2 separate regions of the Sus scrofa genome follow, and region 2 is linked to region 1. Evidence: chromatin contacts called from public Hi-C data. All regions are on one chromosome and are shown on one strand. The core of a region is the stretch at or near the end of the contact, and the rest is flanking DNA. Distances in the headings are between cores, read along the strand shown.

Region 1 (5,199 bases), core at 838-3,337:
CTGTGGCTCTGGCGTAGGCTGGTGGCTACAGCTCCGATTCGACCCCTATCCTGGGAACCTCCATATCCCGCGGGAGCGGCCCAAGAAATAGCAAAAAAAAAAAAAAAAGAGAAAATGAATGAATGGATTTGGAGTTTTTTAGAGTAATTAATTGGGTATTGGGAAGGTACTTTTTATTTTTATTTTGTAAATAAAATTTTATTGGAATATAGCTGACTTAATGAAGTTGTCAGTTTCAGGTGTACAGCAAAGTAAATCAATTATACATGTACATATGTTCGTTTCTTTTCAGATTCTTTTCTCATATAGATTATAACACAGTATTGAGTAGATTACCCTGTGCTATACAGTAGGTCCATCTTACTAATTTATATTATATATAGGAGTGTATATATGTCAATCCCAATTTTCCACATATTTGTGATCTCACATGATGTTTGTCTTTGACTTACTTCACTTAGTATCATCTCTAGGTCCATCCAGTTATTGCAAATGGCATTATTTGATTCTTTTTTGTGGCCGAGTGGTATTCCACTGTATATATGTACCACATCTTCTTGATCCAGTCCTCTGTTGATGGACATGTAAGGTGCTTCCATGTCTTGGCTAAATAGTACTGCAATGAACATAGGGGTGCATGTATCTTTTCAAATTATTATTTTCTCTGGATATATGCCCAGGAGTGCGATTGCTGGTTCATATGGTAACTCTATTTTGAGTTTCTAAGGAAATTCCATACAGTTCTCCATAGTGGTTTCACCAGCTTACTGTCCTACCAACAGTGTAGGAGTGTTGTCTTTTCTCCACACCCACTGCAGTATTTATTATTCGTAAATTTTTATGATGGACATCCTGAGTGGTGTGAAGTGATAGCACTTTGCAGTTTTGATGTGCATTTCTATAAAAATTAATGATGTTAAGCATTTTTTTGTGTGCTTTTTAGCCATCTATCTTCTTTGGAGAAAGGTCTGTTTAGATCTTCTGACCACTTTTTAATTTTTTTTTTTCTGGTATAAAGATGTATAAGCTGTTTGTATGTTTTGGAGATTAATATCTTGTTGGTTGCTTTGTTTGCAAAGATTTTCTCCCATTCTGTGGAGTGTCTTTTCTTTTTTTGTCTTTTTTTTAAATGGTTTCCTTTGCTAGCGTGGCTTTGGAATTTCAGTTCCTACAAGATGGCAATGGCTTTAGGCATAATTCTACATTATGGTCACTAGATGGCAGTAGAAACCAGTGCCTCCATGATCTTTAAAAACTATTCACCAATTACTGACTATCTACTCTGCATGAGGTACTTTGTTAGGAACTGAGAGGAGTGGGTGTGGAGAAGGGGTGGGCACAAAGATAAATAAGAGGCAATTTCTGGCTTTCAAGAATTCAGGAGTTAACAGAAAGAAAGATTAACCAAATCAAATTGTGGTAATCCTACAGTAGATGTTTAAACCAATATTATAGTAAAACAGGAGGCAGGGATTAATTCTGACTACAAAAATGGAAGAAGGCTTCACAGAACAAATTTGATATGGACCTTGAAGGATGGGCATAGGTTGGACATAGGGAGTGGGAAGAAGCAAGTAGAGGGGGGAAAGCATTCCAAACAGAGGGTACAAATCTGGGAAGAATATTTAGAGAATAGTAAATATTGAGGTGTGGCAACAAATTAAGATATGTGAAGGAAATAACGGCAATTTTTGGGGGAAGCAAAGTTGGCATCTCGTCATGGGAGTGCTTAACATGGGTGCAGGGCGCTGCCTCTGATACCTGTGATCACTTCCCTGTCTACGGGCTGCATGCTGGGTGAGCAGGCAGTTTTTGGATAAAATACTCTGTCCTTTGTGGCAGAACAGCTTGTCTCAGTGTCCTGGGAAGCCACTGCTGGATCAGAAGCTGAGGACACAAATACTCCCAGGGAGGAGGCTAAGTGGGTGCCTTGCCTGGGTGGGCACCAGGCCAGACTCAGCCTCTCTGAAGAGCCTAGGTGACCTCAGCTTGTTTCCATGTGGGGATGTGGGCAAGGTATTACAAGTCTTCTAATTTTTCAAGAGAAGTCGGAAATACTAATTTATGTGACATTTCCTGCTTTTTAAATGCTGGCACTGACTCATGGTTTAGAAAGCACCAAGTGAGCCAAGCAAAACATAGCTGTGGGCTGGAGCAATCATTCTGTGACCTCTGTTCCAGAGAGTCATCTGCGGGTTCCTTTCCTGGTCTTTGTCATGGCTGAGATCCAGACCCCAATGTCCATGGAGGGAGTTCCTCCTTTCCTAATTTCCCCTTTCGTGTGTAGAAAGCTTTCCTAGCAGTGTCGCTCAGATCCACTCTCCCCAGACCTTCCTGCCAGTTCTGTACCAACCCCTGTCCCCACCCACTCCATCCTGGCATCCTTCTTATGTCTCAAATACATCAGTGCCAGCTTTAACAAGGACCTGATGGTTTATTTGTACTCAGAAACTGTCATTCACAAGTTACTCTGGTCTTCAGAAGTAATTTTCCTTTAAAATCTCGTGCTTCTGTAAGCTTTTAGGTTACACTTAAAATAGTATAGTCTACTTGCATATCTACCTATGGGTTTTAAGCCCTTAGTATTTCCTATTAATGAGAACTAGGGGAGAACTGGGATTTTGTTTTTCTCTTGCTGATGTCCTATTACAGTTGTCAGGATCAAAGGCAAAGGGTGATCAGTATTCCATGTTTCTTGAGTCCATGGAAGCTGGGAATTTGATTCAAGGGCACAAGAGTACCTGAGAAATTGATGATGGAGAGGCATGGAGTGCAGGCTAAGGAAGGAGGGAGGAAGTTTCTTTCCTTCCCTTTCTCTCTTTTCTGGAGATCAGAGCTCCAGGTGGCACAGCAGAAAAGAATAGATTCTAAAGCCAGACTCTCAGAAGTTCCATCTCAGTTCTTCCCCTGATAAGAAAGGTGACTTGGGGCACATTCCTTAGACTCTGTCTCCTCACCTGTGAAGTGGTGATATTAATACTATCTCCTAGAGCTGTTTTGAAGAATAAATAAAATGGCCCAATGTACGCAGAAGGTAAATAAATGGGTATTTTTTTCTTGTACTTTTTTTTTTTTTTTTTAATAGCCATACCTGCGGCATGTGGAAGTTTCCAGGCTAGGGATTGTCAGAGCTGAAGCTGAGGCCTGTTCTACAGCCACAGCCATAGCAACAGCAATCTATGCCCCAGCTTGTGGCAATACTGGATCTTTAATCCACTCAATGAGGCCAGGGATCAAATCTGTGTCCTCATGGACTCTACCCATGAGCCACAATAGGAACCCCTTGTGTGTGTGTTTTTAATATGAATGTTGCCATAGCATTTATTTTCAAAGACCAATTACAGACCTTCAGATCCTTTTTAACTCCCCTTTCTTTTCCTATCTCATTGTGAACTTTTTTGCAGAGAACTGGATTCTGTCCAGTGGTTTCCTGCTTATATTACTAGGGCTTAGAAGAGGGAGGGAGGGGCTGAAGGCTTGTCCTGGAAATCCTAGGGAATGAGTCTCCTCAGGAAGTTTGGATGCCAGTGGATGTTTTGGACTGACCCCAGTGAGGTCTGCTTCCCACATGTGTCCCAGTGAAAATGTATGGAGGTCGAAAGTCAGTGGAAACTCCAGTGTCCTGTTCACTTATGGATTTCCACCAGGTGGCAGCAGAGTATTATGATGAGAAGTCACAAAGATTTAGTGTCTTACTCAGCCCGCAGAGCAGAGGAAAGGCAAGAGAGGGTGATTTGTTCAGCAAAGTTGTTATCATTCTGAAAGCAACTCATTAGAGTTGGCAAGTCCAGCTCTAGTAAAGAGTTCAAAAATACCTTCTCCACATAAAAACTAGCAGAGACCATTTAGCAGGATGAGAGGAGATTTTGTGTGCCAAGGAGAAGACACCTGGTGAAAGCAATCCAGGAAGGAGGGAACATGAAGATGCCTCACTGAGTTGGTTACAGGAAGTTCAGGTGTGGGTGTGAAGTGAGGGGCCACCTCTGTATGTTGGCAGAGGAAACAGTTCCCATCTGGTTTACCTGGTGAAGTCATGAAGGTGTGGTCTTCCACAGTTTAACCCAGTCTCACTATTATGGCTTATCTGAGTCAAATTTTGTCTCTAAAAGGTCACTATTACAATATAAGTACAAGACATCCCTATAACCCCTTTGGGTCAAAAATTTACATATTTTTTTGTTCCTTATTTTAGGGCTGCACCTGTGGCATATGGAAGTTCCTGGCTAGGGGTCGAATGGGAGCTGCAGCTGCTGGCCTATGCTACAGTCATAGCAATGCTGATCTGAGCCGCATCTGTGACCTACACCACAGCTCACGGCAACACCAGATCCTTAACCCACTGAGCAAGGCCAGGGATGGAACCCGCAGCCTCATGGATACCAGTTGGGCTTGTAACCGCTGAGCCACAATGGGAACTTCTAAAAATTTACCTCTTATTAACTGACATTAATTCTTCTGATTAGCTTATGCCACTTCAAAAGAGTGAATTGTCCCAGCATAAGAATGGGGAATAGAAGGTTTTTAAGCAACAGTTGGAGGGGAGGGTTAGAGTCTATACCACAGAATGAGACTTTAGGGCAAATTCTCACTCTTAATTTGGACTGACAGCCAGGAGCTGCCCTGGCTCTGTCAGCTGGGCCTTGGTGTTGCTGGAGCTGGCCCTGTGCTCTTGGTTTGGTCTTCGTGTTCTCTGATGGAACAGAAACAATTTCACAGAACTCTGACATTTGACAAGGTCAGTCTGCAACCACAACAGAGCAAGGCAAAAAAAATTACTTTGTAATCATGTCTGAACACAGATAAAAGTGAGAGCATTATCTAAAAATGACCAAATATGCCACTATTCTGATTAATACGAGTGATGGCTATTTCTTTGCCAGTTAAAGCTTTGGGCCATGTTTTATTTCTTGTACTTTTTTCTAGGTAAGAATTACTAGGATACCTGATCATTGAATCCTGACAGTATCCCATACAGACCTCCCAAGGCCCTGCTTCCTTAAATTCTCGCCCTAAGTCACCCAATACAAGTTTTGGCAAGAGAGCACTAATACTTAGGAAGAGGATATAATTAGAGAAGAATATTCCCAAGGAAAGGGAAAGAAGAGTCAGGCCAAAACCTCACTGCTTCAAAGGGGGCCTTGGGAGGGCCCTTGTTTCCATATGTTCAGTCACCAGAAGCCAAGGACCCTGACTGCATTT
Region 2 (5,592 bases), core at 1,741-4,240, 420 kb after region 1:
GGGAGATATTCTGAAAAGCATGAAAGGAAGAAAGTACTGTGTTTCTACACTAGGGTTGGAATCTGCTTTCTCTGTGCAATGGAAGAAGAGGTAAAGCTAATTCTAGTACTCAAGAGATTTTCAGATGGGGCTGGGGTTCAACAGCTGAGAAATTATGGCAACTTACAGTTGTTTTAACACACCTGTGGCAGGAAATAGAGCTTCCATGTTCCCCTAATTTTTCAAAACCATGAAGGGCTGGCAACTTCAGTGTTTCCTTCCTCGCCCAATGGATAGATTAGGGAAAAGGGTAGTAGAAGTGTCCCTGCCCAGGGACTCTACATGCCCTCCACACAGAGCAATTGCTGTTAACTCTTCTCTATCCTCTCTCCACCTGACTATGATATGCAAATTTTTCACATGCTCTGGGCACTGGACTTACCAACAGCATGTACTATCAGCCCTGGTCAAAAGTCACTTAAGCTTAGTAATGTTGCAATGCATAGAATGTCCATGGGCTCAGGTTCTACTCAGTAGGATGTAGGTGGAAGGGTTTAGAACACAGACCTACTTCTCCCTTCTACCTTTTCATTGATAGTTTTTCCTGGAATGTGCCTTGGAAGAGTGGCTGCCACAGGAGAAAAAAAAGGAAGAATGGGAGGATGAAGAGTGATGGCTTTGGTAGCTTTGTGTATGGCCATTTCACGTGTAAATCAAAAAAACCCCTAGATTTCTGTTATTTCCATGGCAGCCTCAAAATTATCCTGGATGGTCAAGCAACCATATCCCAAACTCCCTACTTGGCCCATGTCCCTTGGTGATGGGAATGAACAGTTCCCACTGCTGGGCACAAGTCAGTAATTCTTGCTTTGTATCAAGTCCATAAGACTTTGAATTGAAAATGAGGATCACTTATAGAAGGCAAGATGTACTTCCCTTCAGCTCAGGAAAACTTAACAAATGAATATCCATACAGAAACTACTATATGAGTATTAATCATGCCCAGGTATTGATCATGGACCCAATTAGTACTCTCCTGGTAATTAAATTATCACCTTGCCTTTAAGACAAAGACTGACATCCCCCAACTCTTATTAGGGTAAAATCTCGTCTTATAATAGAATGACTGGGAAACGATAAGTCTTACAGCCATACTTTTTAAGAAGTTTAATTTTTCTTACCTAAAAAAATGAGAATAATCCCTACTTAAAGGGTTTCTAGGAAGATTAAGGGAGGAATATAAAGGAGCACATACAGTGACAAGCACATAATTACTCCCCTTTTCTTCTTTATGCACCTTCTTTGTCCCTAATGAAAATAATATGCAAGCTCCAACAATTCTAGGATTTAATGTTACCCTGAGGAAAGACAGAAGTCTTATGTTTTGAGGGAAATTAAGAGGCTGGAGATAAGATTCTTTTAAAAATATGAATCAAACTTTCATCAATACTCACTGGTAAATTGTACTTTGATACTCTGAATTGGAGGGTACTGAGATGGCACCTAAAGGAGGAAAAAGGATACATTTTTAGGGGAAAAAATAAACAAGTTGAAATGATGAGTCATATCCTATGAAGCAGAAATACAGTAGCCTGTAAAAGGAACAGCTTAGCAAGATTAGACCCAGCCTTCCTTCCTGCCCACCGCTCCCGCCCCCTTGCTTTTCTGTAACATCTCTTAAGACAAGTTAGGAGTCTTCTGCTCTTTCATGCAAGTAAGATCTGTCCTCATTTGCCAAATTCCTCCTTGGTATACTGTTTTGGCTCACTGAGCCCCAATTTCCCATTCTGGATAACAGCACTTAATAGTCATCTTGTCAAGAAACTCATTCAGTCACAGAGATCCTTCATGGATAAAGCTAGGACCAATTAATTTGAAATGGTCACAGACTCCCAGAATGCACTGAGAGTAAAATCTGGGAGCTTCCTGGCTACTGGGTCTTTTCCTATGAAACAGAAGTAACAGTGTCCTACTTTCAGGGCATAAAGGCAATAAAAACTATTCTAATCCTTCAGAGATCAATAGATTTGAGTGTAGCTTTTTTTTACTGTTGGGTCTTTTCCTACTTTTTAACTACGTAAAAAACCTTAAACCAATGAGTATTCAAAAGCAAGAAAGAGGCAAAACAATGAAGAAAGGAAGTTAAGAAATAAAATGTCTGGAAATTTTGTGGTTAAAAAAACAAAGAAGTTTGATAAGCAATGAGATCCTGCTGTGTAGCACTGGGAACTATATCTAGTCACTTATGAGGGAGCATGATAATGTGAGAAAAAAGAATGAAAACATGTATGTGTAACTGGGTCACCTTGCTATACAATAGAAAATTGACAGAACACTGTAAACCAGCTATAATGGAAAAAATAAAAAAACACTATAAAAATCACTTAAAAATAATAATAAATAATAAAAATTGAAGTATTAAAAAAAAGAAGTTCAATATGGAGCAAAGCCTAAAATAGCCTAAGTGAAAAAAGCAAAAGCAAAGGGCATAAAGTATATTACCACTTGTGTTAAAAAAAATAGTAATAATGTCTGTGCAGGCATTGAATTTATCTGAAAGAATATATGTTGCCTTTGGAAAAAGGAACTGGAAGTCTGGGGTCAGGGGTAGCAGGGACCCTTACTTTCCATGGTCTACTATTTTGTATTTTTAAAATTTTGTATTACATACTGAAAAAGGAAACAGAAAAACAAAAACAAAAACCTACCACCTATTGTGCCTGCCAAGAACACCCGCTCCTCCCACCAGGTTATTTTTGGCAAGATGTCCAGATCAAAGGTGTGGGGAAGGATTTGTTTTCATACTCGGGGGGCGGGAATCCCTGCTTCCCACTTTCCTGGCACACTTGCAGCAGCAAACGGATTCCACTGGGGCCTGCCCACACAGATGAAGAATCCCCTACTTCCCTTTAAGTAAAATCATAAGCCTCAAAGCAACTGAAACCAACAGGCAGTGCAGGAAGAAGGGATAGCCTTTCTGAGCCCTGCCAGCGGCCAGGCCCAGGAATGATATTAGTCAGTGGTGAGCACATGGAGAGGTGCTGACTTGGGAAGACTTGACAGTCTTTGGCTGTCTCTCCTGTGACCTTTTGTGAGGGTGGATTCCTGTTCTTTGTGCTTACAGCAACGTTCTGGAAGAAGGCCTCTCAAAAGGCATATTACCCAATCATCATAATCCCCTGGGTAAATGAATGCCCCTCAGGTTGGTCCCAGCCTGAAAGGCCACCTTACTAAAATCAGAAACAGTCTTTTCACACAAAGAGCATAGGGCTCAGCAATGAAGGAACCTGGTTCCAATGGCAATCAGGCAAGTACAGTGTCACCTTAGGCCAGTTTCATAATTTCCCTAGGTGTCAGTTTTCTCAACTTTAAAAATTATTCAAAGATCACAGGCATCCCTTCAGCACTGTCCACGATTTAAATTTTTAAAGTTGCAACTCTAAGTCAATTCTAATAAAGAGAAAAACAGGAAACCTCCTCATCCCAAATTTACTTCAAGCTCTCTGACCTAAAACCCCTCATGATTTGGGTATTTGAGTGATTTTGCAAAATCTCCAAAAGGTTCCTGCAAATCAAAGAAATTTCCCAATGTTCTAAAGTACTCTGATGAAGTAGGGGCGGTAGTGACCAAGAGGACATTGTAAGACCAAGATGCTGAGAGGCGGCAAGGAATACACACAACTCCCCTCTCAGGTTAGAAGCACTGCAACTCCAGGCTCAGGCTTCCTTCCTTCTCCTGAATATTATCCAGTATTAGAAATTGGCCTCTTCCTCAGAAGTTTTTCACTAGCATCAGCACGACCAAGTCTAGGCAATGTTGTGAAATAAGGTCGTTCTTCTTCTTGCTCCATGTCCCTCCACAAGTTTCCCCTGCATCCCCCATACTTGATTACCTCATGCTGACCACCCCACTGCCCAGAAACACCCCCACAGTACCCAATTCAAGGCCTTCCATGGCCTGGTGCCAACCTCCTTGTCAAGCATTATTATTATACTTATCCTTTCTGTGTCTTATGCTCCAGCCAGTCATTTCCTCTAAACTCTTTGCCCTTGAATAGAGCCTGGGAGGATAAAAGAGAGCGCATAGGCTTGGGAGTCAGATTCAATTCAAATTGTGACCTCTCTAGCTTTGTGAATTTGAAAACATTATATACCATTTCTGAGCTTTAGCTTTCATATCTGTGAAAGTAAGCCATAATAACATTCCAGGAGATGACTGTAAAGCTTAAATAAGTTAACATATGTGAAAGCACTGAGCAGTTTGTTTGGCACATGGTAAGCATTCAAAAAATATTTTCTTCTTTGGTTCTCTCCACCAAGAATGTCCCCCAATCTCTGTTTACCCATCAAAAATATCACTACTTACAAGGCCTAAATCAAATCCCTGATTTTTGGTTTCCCATAGCAAGTACTTAAAAACCACTCTATTCAAACAGATGTTTATGATGGTTTTAATATTGCCAAAACTTGACGAGCAAAAGCATCCAAGATGTTTTCAGTTGAATGGATAAATAAAGTGTGATACATCCAGACAATGGAATATCATTCAATGCTAAAAAGAAACGAGCTTTTAAACCATGGAAAAACATGGAAGCACTTCAAATGCATATTATGAAATGAAAGAAGCCAATCTAAAAAGACTACATACTGTATGATTCCAATGACGGACATTATGAAAATGGCAAAACTATAGAGACAGTTTAAGACCAGTGGTTGCCAGGGGTGAGGAAAGAGGTAGAGATAAACAAGTGAAGTGCAGAAGATTTTTAGAATAATGAAACTCTAACGGTGGGAATCTCATTGTTCATTTGTTAAAATCCACAAAATGTACAATACCAAGAGTGAACCCTAATGTAAACAGTTTTTTAAATCACTCTACTAACTTTCACTCTACCATCATTGGATATATGTCACATCTTCTCTACAAGACTACTCAGATGTGTGCTCTTGGGAAAATAGCATTATCTTGCTAATTTTTAGTTTCTTCATCTGTAAAATGGAAGTAGTAAAATCTGTGTCTCAGAGGGTTGTTGTGAAGATTGAATGAGATAATGCATGTGAATTTTTAGCGCTTGACCTGGAACTTTGTAAGGGGTTAATAAATGTCAGCTATTATTCTTGGATACCCATAGGAGACCAAATACATGCCATGTTCTTAATTTAGTCTGTATAACACTATTTCAGCTTTATATATGACATACATGACTACAGAAATGAGGAACTACAAAATAAAAATGAATACCAACAAAATCCCTAGAATATCAGCTCTCTGGCTCTTCTGCAGCCCAGAGAAACAATACAAAAGGATCTTGGCTTCATAAGAAAGTTACCAGAAAACATTCAGGAAACACTTCCTTTACCCACATGTACAAACATGGTCTTTTCTATATCAAGAAAATAAAAATCCTCATATCTAGTCTAGATACTAAAAGAAAATTGAATGTATCAAAGGTTCCAAAGGGCTTCCACGTAAAGACAAGCAATAGAATAAGGCTTCTTCAATCTAGAAAGTCTGAAGAGCCTGTACCATCCTCAAAGTGGGATAGAAACTCCTGTAACTCTGCATACCAGAATCAAAGTACAGCCCTGAGTCATGAATGAGATGGCCTCAG

What was found. Hi-C and Micro-C count contacts between places; a contact is called where the count stands out from the background.
Region 2: a Hi-C map of liver shows a contact between it and region 1, with 2.2 times the contacts expected there. The contact joins two enhancer-like sites. A contact is called at or near these places in 1 of 5 promoter capture datasets (liver), 25 of 47 Hi-C or Micro-C datasets (adipocytes, adipose tissue, alveolar macrophages and 15 more) and 2 of 2 datasets of contacts at active chromatin or transcription factors (alveolar macrophages and skeletal muscle).

What each region holds. Positions count from the first base shown.
Region 1 is chr9:115,136,599-115,141,797 of Sscrofa11.1, forward strand. No RefSeq gene overlaps it. Among named protein-coding and RNA genes, the nearest start is that of FASLG, 71 kb to the left of the region's middle. Within about 2 kb of position 2,088, at least 19 of the 83 cell types and tissues checked have an H3K27ac peak or open chromatin away from gene starts, as enhancers often do. A contact at or near this core is called in adipose tissue, alveolar macrophages, liver and 4 more, where this site is marked.
Region 2 is chr9:115,553,776-115,559,367 of Sscrofa11.1, forward strand. It overlaps TNFSF4 (TNF superfamily member 4), which reads right to left. Exons shown (of 3, transcript NM_001025217.1): 2 at 1,435-1,483. Among named protein-coding and RNA genes, the nearest start is that of TNFSF4, 16 kb to the right of the region's middle. Within about 2 kb of position 2,991, at least 16 of the 83 cell types and tissues checked have an H3K27ac peak or open chromatin away from gene starts, as enhancers often do. A contact at or near this core is called in adipose tissue, alveolar macrophages, liver and 4 more, where this site is marked.